Regions from separate parts of the Mus musculus genome. Here region 2 is linked to region 1. A link is a contact called in public promoter capture Hi-C data. All regions are on one chromosome and are shown on one strand. Each heading gives the region's core, a stretch centred on a gene start, on an enhancer-like site or on the middle of the called end of the contact. The rest is flanking DNA. Distances are from core to core; before and after follow the strand shown. Region 1 overlaps Gfpt1 (glutamine fructose-6-phosphate transaminase 1). Region 2 holds the start of Prokr1 (prokineticin receptor 1).

Evidence for each region. Promoter capture Hi-C pulls out the DNA fragments that hold promoters and counts their contacts.
Region 2: a promoter capture Hi-C map of pre-B cells shows a contact between it and region 1, with 2.3 times the contacts expected there. The contact joins the promoter of Prokr1 here to the enhancer-like site in region 1. A contact is called at or near these places in 5 of 39 promoter capture datasets (cranial neural crest, hippocampal neurons, liver and 2 more), 1 of 115 datasets of contacts at active chromatin or transcription factors (pancreatic cancer cells) and 1 of 9 other capture datasets (liver).

Annotation. Positions count from the first base shown.
Region 1 is chr6:87,072,746-87,077,600 of GRCm38.p6, forward strand. Gfpt1 (glutamine fructose-6-phosphate transaminase 1) reads left to right here. Exons shown (of 19, transcript NM_013528.3): 12 at 637-734; 13 at 3,512-3,632; 14 at 4,338-4,495. Among named protein-coding and RNA genes, the nearest start is that of D6Ertd527e, 30 kb to the right of the region's middle. Within about 2 kb of position 2,761, at least 74 of the 459 cell types and tissues checked have an H3K27ac peak or open chromatin away from gene starts, as enhancers often do. A contact at or near this core is called in pre-B cells, where this site is marked.
Region 2 is chr6:87,588,152-87,593,006 of GRCm38.p6, forward strand. Prokr1 (prokineticin receptor 1) reads right to left here and starts at 2,592. Exons shown (of 3, transcript NM_021381.4): 1 at 2,450-2,592; 2 at 226-855. The coding sequence starts at 710.

The sequences.
Region 1 (4,855 bases), core at 1,511-4,010:
ACTGCTGTGTGGGGACTGGGGACTGAACTTATTTGTATCCTGTGCAAGAGCAGCAAGTCCTCTAGACCACTGAGCCATCTCTCCAGCCCCAAATTCATCATTCTAAATGTAACATTCTGTTATAATTTTTTTCTGAGACAGGATCTTGCTGTGTTGCCCAGGTTACTTTATCTTGAACTCCGAGTGTCAGTGACTCTGTTGTCTCAGCTTCCTGATAAGATTCTGGGTTTGATAGACCTCTGTAACAGCCATAATCTTATCTTCAACAGAGGCATGACACACAACAGATCCTCATTCGGGAAACTTCCTTATGCCCTCTTGTCATCCTCTCTCCAGATCCAGCTTTCAGTGCCTACTGACCCGCTGCTTCTGTCCCCATAATTTTCCTTTGAGGTCGTCTTTAATGTAGAGAGAGGAATGAAAAGTGACTCAAAGTAGAGCCCATGCCTGTCTGTACGCCTTGGTGGGTGGGTGAGGTGAGTGCAGATGGGGGAGGGTCCAGTTCCAAAAAGGAATATGAATTACTTAAAACAGTATTATTAATTTTTCACATCGACAATGGAGACTGATGAAAAGTGATTCCCTGTTTTATATTGATCTTTCCTAAGTAATTATATACACACATTTCTATTTCAGTGAATTTGGGAGGTTTGAAAGATCACATTAAGGAGATCCAGCGGTGTCGGCGGTTGATTCTTATTGCTTGTGGCACAAGTTACCACGCTGGTGTGGCAGTAAGTGGCCCCTTCACATTTCAGTTCTGTTGGGTTGAAATCAGGATATCTGCATGTCAGTCCTATTCTAGTAACCTCTAAAAGCTGAAATCTGTGAAAGGGACTTACGTTGGTTGTCAGTAAAGAAACTGGGACATGTTGGCCTCTTAATAAATTGCATTAGCTGTAGTTACTTTATAAGGAGGCAGGTTAAACCCTGGCCTGTGTAGGTCTCTTACTTTAAGATCAATTTCCAAAGTTGATGATAATAATTTTTTATTTGCTGCAACACAAAATATTTATTTTTTACCCCGAGAGCTTTTTTTCCCTAAGGGTTTCTCTGTGTAACCCTGGCTGTCCTGGGTGACCTGGAATTCACTTTGTAGACCAGGATGGCCTGGGAATCACATCCCCTTGCCTCTGTAGGCGAGGGCCACCACACCAATCATTTATTGAATGTGTGAAATATCTGGTTACCAGCTTCACATGTCAGCAAGCTGTGCTTTTCCAGAGATCCTCTCCCCAAACACTTCTTGGTCTGAGAAGGCGGCATTTCATAAGCGTGAAGAGAGAGTAAGTTAAAGACGCTAGTGAGAGCTTAAGGAAGGTGTGGATGAGGTCAACTCTGTAACGTCCATTTGTGACCAGGTTTCCTACTCAGAAGAAAGCATTTGATTCCTGCTGCATTCAGCTCTGATCCTCAATTTGAGTATAAAATATTGCTATGTTAGAATTCTCTGAATCATTTGTCTTCTCTAAGGGAGAGATTTCATAAGGGATCTATGTGCCAAAATTAATGAAAGCACGTAAGAAATCTCTTGTGAGTAGCCTATGAAATAGTGCTGTTTATTCTACTCATCCTAGACTGAATGTTTACTTTCATGATATAGTCAAGAGCGAGTGACAGGCACATGTCTTCTTTCAGTGTGTCTGTACCCGATTAGTAACAACTGCCTACGCTCAAGTTGGTCTGAAACCAGCACGCTTTCCAGAGTTTAACTGCCTCGTGGGCTTTCGGGTCATAGAATGGCATTTGCAGCATAAATAGTTATCTTTTTAGGTTAGGATGAAAATATTTAACTATTTGTAAAGTATTTCTCATCAACACATTAGTATGAGATACTTTTGGGTTACATTATTTTTAAATATCTGGTAGGTTGTTAGGTTTGTTTGTTTGAAGATAAATGCCAATATAATGCATTTGTAATCTAGGGGGAAATTTTTTTATTTTCATTTATTTGAAGGAAGACATCTAGCTTGCTAGTGTCAGTAACTGACTTAGAAATAGTTACAAATAAATTAGACCAACAGAAAAGTAATTAAAAATTGGAACATTTAATTTTCAAATACTTGGCATTTATGTTGCTGTCATATTGCTTAAAAACTACTAAACTAGAATCATTGTGGGACCAAACACAGAAGAACAATTCTGTTTGTGGGCAAGCAAAAGTGTAAGAGCTGTGGAATACAGACAACTTTGCAGGGGTTTTTGGTTTAAATTTCCCCCTTTCTCTCTCTCTCTTTCTTCCCTCCCACTCTTAACTCTCTTTTGCTGTGTGTGTGTGTGTGTTCCCCCTTTCTCTCTCTCTCTCTTTCTTCCCTCCCACTCTTAACTCTCTTTTGCTGTGTGTGTGTGTGTGTGTGTGTGTGTGTGTGTGTGTGTGTGTGTGTGTGTGTGTGAGCGTGTAGGGTTCCTTGGAGCTGGAGAATGCATGGTTGTGAGCCCTCAGTCACAGGTGTTGGGAGACAAACTCAGTCCTCTGCAGCTGCTCTCTTGCTCCAGCCTTTGTGGTTTTGTTGCTGTAGAGGAGGAATGTGCTATAAAGGAGGGGGCTAGTGACAGGCAGGGCAGGGCTGGCTGGCCTGAGGAACAGGTGAAAGGCTGCTGCTGACAGGAAGAAAATGTCTGTTATCAGCACTAAAGTTCCACCATGTGCCTGTACATCTGTAGGGCTGAAAAAAGACTGGTGCCTGAAGGTTTGCTTTCTGTTGTTTGTAATTTTCTGACCTTTAGAATAAAAGGAACTTAGTGAGAATGCGACTTAGTAAAAGGCTTGGGAATTCCCTTTGAACACAAGCGTGTTGCTTCCTCTTTCACACCATGCTCCATTGCTCCAAAGTTGACAACAAGGAGCTGCCCTAAACAGAACTTCTTAAATGTATTCACATTTTTGAAATAGTATTATTTATACATATAGTACATTTTTAAATTTCACTGAGTATGTACATTATTACAATTTAACTTTAATTTTATATGTTTAGAATTAGAGAATTAGTGATACACAAGTTGACTCAGAACAGTGCTTTTTCTGCTCAAATGTTTCATATTTGTGGATATATTTGCTTATAAGCATGTTTTCATAGAGCTTAGAATTATGGCTGACACCTGCAATCCCAGCACTCAGGAGGCTGGGACAGGCACTTACTGCAGATCTGAGGTCAGCTGGCTCTGTACTGAGTTCCAGATCAGTCTAGTGTTAAACAAAATAGAGCATCCACATTGGTAGTTTTTCTCAAAGAGTTGCACTGAAAGTTAGCAGTGCGTATCTCTTAGTAGTAGGGTGGTGAATGCATTAATTTTTTTCTTTAATTTGTGTTTCTTAGTGGTTTCCAAATGTATGCCTTGTTTTTCTGTGGCAGTGCTGTGGTGGGGCCTAGGGCCTTAAGTGAGCTAGGCCAGTGCTCACCACGGAGCTACCCTCTCGTCTGTGTGCTCACTTTGTAATTAGAAAAGTGGAGACCAAAGAAGTTCAGTGAAAAAGGATGTCCTAAGGCAGAGTGTGTTCTTTTCCCTGTAGACCCGTCAGGTCCTGGAGGAGCTGACCGAGCTGCCCGTGATGGTGGAGCTTGCCAGTGACTTCTTGGATAGAAACACTCCAGTCTTTCGAGATGATGTTTGCTTTTTCATTAGTCAATCAGGTGTGTTCATTTTAAACTTGAAGGGGAAAAAGTTATTTTAAGTCAAGTTTCCTAATAAGCCAACCCTATCTTTTAAACTGACACTTAGCAGGGTGTGGTGGCTCACACCTTTAATCCCAGGCAGGCAGATTTCTGAGTTTGAGGCCAGCCTGGTCTACAGAGTGAGTTCCAGGACAGCCAGGACTACACAGAGAAACCCTGTCTTGAAAAAAACAAAACAAAAAAAAACCAAAAAACCCAAAAAACCCTGACACTTAAACTGGCATTTCAGATGGCCTGGTAAATACCGATTGTCTTCGCTTGTACTAATACATTCTTTAAGACTTAGTAAAAATGAACATCTTTTTTTACATATAGCTTATAGAGTTTAATTTTCAGATAAGAAACAAAAACTGATCCTAGAAATCCTAGGTTTTGTTGTTGTTTGAGACAGGGTATCACTATGTAGCCTTGGCTGGCCTGAACTTAGCTAGGTAGACCAGGCTGGCTTCCAACTCAGTGATATGCCTGCCTCTTCAACCCAAGCCCTAGGATTTAAGGTGTGTGCCCCATGCCTGGCTATGTCTTATAAGTTTAATAAGAGCATGCCTTATGCTTTATTTAAAACAAGTGATAGTATTAAAAGCATGGCAGTCGGTTGGTTTTTCGTGTATGAAACTGCATCCTCTGAAACTGCTCTCTGTTACTGTTGTCCATTTTACACAGGCGAGACAGCTGACACCCTGATGGGACTTCGTTACTGTAAGGAGAGAGGAGCCTTAACTGTGGGGATCACAAATACAGTCGGCAGTTCTATATCAAGGGAGACAGATTGCGGGGTTCATATTAATGCTGGTCCTGAGATTGGCGTGGCCAGTACAAAGGTAAATTTTTGGTTTCTTCCATGGAAGTTACTTAACCATACTGTTGGTAAGAGACTCTGATCTGTGGGGCAGTTACTGTACTCTCTTCTCTTAGGGAGGAGAGCAGGAGGAATCCCTGGGGCTTGTTAGTCATCAACTTAGCTCCAGGTTCAGTGAGTGACTGTGTCTTAGGGAACACGACAGAGATTGATAGAGCAGGACACCCGATGGCCTGCTCTCCTGTGCATCTGCACGGATACATGTATGTGCACTCACAGTTAATGTGTGCATACATGTGTGTGCACTCACAGCTCATGTGTGGATACATGCATGCTTACTCACAATGCCCGTCTCTCCCTTCCCCACACAGTCAAATAAATA
Region 2 (4,855 bases), core at 1,342-3,841, 520 kb after region 1:
TAGGAGAACATCCACAGAGACTGATCAAAGACTTCCCTATTGCCTAACTTCAGGCTTCAGCTGCCTCCAGCCCTGACTACCACTAGATGTCCAGTCAGTAGGCTTTTGAGTCCCCATGGTTCCCATTTATGGGTAATACAGTCACATGTCATCAGCACGCAACTATAGGAAAGGGAGAGGCAAGGCCAACACCCCCTTCTCTCTGTTCCTCTGTGTGGTACTCACCTGTCAATGGCAATGGCCAGTAGGGCGTTAGTGGAGACGTAGAGGGAGACGGTACGCAAGTAGTTGACAGAGGCGCACAGGACATGACCATGCTCCCAGGAGAGCTGGCGCACCACATAGTAGTCCATCTCAAAGGGGCAGCACACGATGGCCACGAGGAAGTCTGAAATGGCCAGGTTGGCGATAAGCAGGTTGGTGAGGTTGCGGAGCTTTTTGTAGCGGGCCAGGGCAGTGATAAAGATGAAGTTGCCGATGCCACACACTAGCATGATACCCACCAAAGCCATGCCAATGACAATCTTGGCAGCAAAGAAAGTCCGAGAATTGGTCACATCTTCCTCTTCATCCAGGGGCATGTCATAGTCACCGTAGCTGAAAGTGAATGGTAACGAGCCGGTTTGGGCTTCATGGCCATCGAGTGCAGAAAAGAAGTCGGTGAAGGTGTCTGTGGTATTCTCACCCAGAGCCCCGACAGTGGTCTCCATCTAGGCAGGTGCACACCCCTGGAGCAGTCCCACTGGCATCCGCAAGGTTGACGACTCCTCTCTGCAAGCACTTGGCTCTCCCTCGGTGAGTCAGATCTTTCCAGCCAGCATCTGCGGGACCCGGTATCTGAGTTCCATTTTCAACCTTCGAAAGACATACACACAATTGGTTACATGTTGGAGGGAACTTTGGATGAGTTTAAAATCATCCTGAAACCTATGCAGACCCATTAGCCACCTGCTCACGGCACACACAGATAATGGAGTGGAAGAAAGGGCCAGTGAGAGAACCCAGGAGAATGCAAACCACATATCCACTCAGCCGGGGAAGGCTGGAGGGCCGGGAAGACAGGCTCCAGCTCCATTTATTTCCACTCCAATGAAAACCAAAAAGCTATGCTCTTCCTCAAGCTGCGAGGGTGAGACGGTGGAACGCAGAGGAGGCCTGTCCTAAACCCCAATCCCTGTGTGAACACCTGAACTTTGTCCTTGTGGACAGCCCCATTCTGAGGTAGCAATAGCTGCTTCCCACAGCTGGAAAGAAAGGACTCGTCTTGGGGCTCAGCATAGCACAACTGCAAATTCACAGAGCCCTGAACACAGAGAACCGAACCTGGAGCCTCCGTTTACAGAGCCCTCCTACTGGAAGGCTTCTGCAAGCTTCCTGTGTCCCTGTCAAAAACCTGCTGTGGCTCTACAAGCTTGGCACACTATGTGCCAAGGCTCGTCCTAGTCGAAGGTCACAGTCACAAGCTGTCACTTAACCCAGAGGGCTAGAAGGGAAACCTGAGAGCAAAACCCCTTGGTGAGAGGTGTGTCCTCAGGTTAACAGCTTAAACACGCACGGTTTTCAGTTTAAACACGCAGGGTTTTAACATCCTCCAGGCAGATCGATACTGTCTGTAAAGATCAGAGCTGTTGGAGAGGCAGTGAGTGCTATGCCCCAGAACCACCCAAGTCAGTGCTCAGGCCTCCAGGCCAGCTGCAAGGAAGGGAGGGAATCCTGGACTAAAGACCAGCATCCCGCAGGGCAGGGATGGGGAGAGAGGGTCTGTCAGTAGTGAATCTCCCTCCTGACTTTTCCTTACACCTCTCCCAAGGCATCAGGCCAGGGAACTGGATATGGGAGAAGATCGGGGTCTGGAGTACACCCTAAATGTCAGAAGGAAATAAAATTGCTCAATCTGAGATCCTGGGAAAGGGAGGAAGTAAGTTGTCCCCAAGATTTGCCCCAAAAGCCTGCTGCCCAGTGATAAGGGGGCAGGGCTGAAGTCCCTCCGCACCCCAGGAGGTTCGTCCCACCTGAGCCCTCTCACAGTTCTTTCGTAGGCTTTGCCCTTCTCTCCTGGTCAGCTCAGCCCCCCCCCCCCCCCCCAGCTCTGCTCCCATTAGATAAGAGGCAGAAGGCAGAGCTGAGAGGCCAGCAGACGCTGCCCGGAGCCCAGGCTCATCCCTTCTGAGGGGTACCTCTACAAGCATGCTGCCAGCTCGGCTCAAAGTTAGGATTTAAAGAAACGGTCCAGAATCGCCTAGGAGAGAGAGACGGTTGGAGGACTTGTCCCCTGGTCTTTCCTGGAATTGTTCTCGCCCTGGGGAGCAGCCCACTACCTTATGTCCTCTGCTGCTGGGGCTGCAGTCCCCAAGGACCCTCTTCATTCACCTAAGGCTGTGAGCGGGCAGTCTAGGCTCCGTCCACCCTCTACACGTGGTTCTCAGAGCGTCTCCGGGGCTGTCGGTACCTGCGAACCAGAGCGAGGATCTCAGACGCTCCTCCGGAGCTCTGCAGCAAGGGCTAGGAGCACCTCTGTCTTCTGAGGGTCTTTCCGTGCTCGAGTGGCAGCTGGCCTCCTACTACTTCGGCGGACGGACACACTGAGCAGAGGCTAAGGCCAGCCAGCCCCGCCCACAGCACGCTGTCTCCGCCCCGCCCCGATGTTCCCGCCCATATTCAGTGATCTCCCTCCTGCTGTCTCTCCACTTTCCTCTCCCTTCTGTTCCCATCTTTCACTCTCTATCCCTCACTCTGGGGACAGGTCCCTAAGTCGAGTGGAACTGAGGATGCTGAAGTGTCAGGATGCAGAATGTGTGGCTCCGTGTGTCGCCTGAGCACCAACTCTAAGGCGACCCTGCATGGTGTGACCAGGCTCTGCCTTTCTTGAGCCCCTGGCACCTCGAGTTCACTGGCCCATTGCCGCCCGAGTGGGCGGACTGGTCACGGGAGCTTGGCGCCTTCAAAGGACAGAGAATCCCTTCCCCTGCTGTTCTCCCTGGCTGGGAGCGCTCAGACCTCACCCCTGGGCTTATCTCTGCAGCCCTCAGCTGAGAGCATTGTCTGCTGCCTGGCCTCTGTGGTAAGCTCTTAGGGATTTCTGGAGAATGGATTCAGGAAGGAAGCCTCTATGCCATGTCTGCTCAGCAGCATGACCAGGTTTCCAAGTGTTAAATAGGAATCACCATGCAGCCAGCAATCCCATCTAAAATACACGACTGGAAAAAAAATTGAAAGCAGGAATTTAGGTATGTGTACACCGATCCCCACAGCAGCTCTAGTCACTGTCATCAAAGGGCAGAAGCAACACAATGTCAATCAACTGATACAAAGAAAACAAAGGAGTGTGTGCATATCTTCGCAGTTTACTAAGCCTTCAATGTGTGTGAACTGTAACAGGTATAACTCTCGTGTGCAGTGGCAGAGGTGTAAAATGGCGTGGCAGCTGTGGGAAATAGTACAATGCTTCCTCAAAAGAAAAAAAAAAAAAAAAAAAAAAGGCTTTCCCTACCACCCAGCATCTCCACTCCAGGTAATTCCTTAAAATCAAATAAATACAGGGTCTCAAAAAAATCAAATAAATACAGGGTCTCAAAAAAATCAAATAAATACAGGGCCTCAAAGAGATGTTTGCAAATTCTGTTACAGTGTGGGCAGCCCTGAAGCCACGTGTATTAATTATTTTCCTCATTGCTGTAACCAACACTGGACAAAACCGGCTTGTCAAAGTAAGGGTGAGGTTAAGAAAGGATGCAATCAAAACACAAGAAAATCAAGAAGAGGGAAGACCAATGAGTGGATACGTCATTCCTCCTTAGATTAGGGAACAAAATACCCATGAAAGGAGTTACATCGACAAAGTTTGGAGCTAAGACGAAAGGATGGACTATCCAGAGACTACCCCACCCGGGGATCCATCCCATAATCAGCCACCAAACCCAGACACTATTGCATATGCCAGAAAGATTTTGCTGAAGGGACCCTGTTATAGCTGTCTCGTATGAGGCTATGCCAGTGCCTGGCAAATACAGAAGTGGATGTTCACAGTCATCGATAAGATGGAACACAGGGCCCCCAATGGAGAAGCTAGAGAAAGCACCCAAGGAGCTGAAGGGGTCTGCAACCCTATAGGTGGAACAACAATATGAACTAACCAGTACTCCCAGAGCTTGTGTCTCTAGCTGCATATGTAGCAGAAGATGGCCTAGTTGGCCATCACTGGGAAGAGAGGCCCATTGGACTTGCAAACTTTATATGCCCCAGTACAGGGGAACGCCGGGGCCAAGAAGTGGGAGTGGGTGGGAAGGGGAGCAGGGCGGAGGGAGGGTATAGGGAACTTTCGAGATAGCATTTGAAATGTACATAAAGAAAATATCTAATAAAAAATAAATTAAAAAAGAAAGAAAAAATAAAACAAATAGCACTAAAAAAGAAAAAGAAAAAGAAAAAAAAAGGATGCAATCCACCATAGCAGGGACGGTGTGGCCACTGGAGTGTGGGGCGGCCAGTTGAGCTGCATCTGCAGTTAGGAAGCAGACAGAGATAAACACTAGTGCCCAGCTAGTTTCTCCTAGTCACTCCTCGGAGTCCTCAGCCTGTGGAATGGTGGTGTGTACATTCAGGACTAGTCTTCTTTCCTCAGTTAAACCTTCCTAAAAACATCCTCATTGGCATGCCCAGAGGTTTGTCTCTTAGATAATTCTAAATTCCATCAGGATAACAGCAAGAGTGAGTAACCAGCAGAAGACCACCCAACTTGATGCCCAATTATATCACTTTAAAATTTCAATACTCCATGCTTGGTTCTCAAAGGTTCATGGCTGCCAGGTGGTGGTGGCGCACACCTTTAATCCCAGCACTCGGGAGGCAGAGGCAG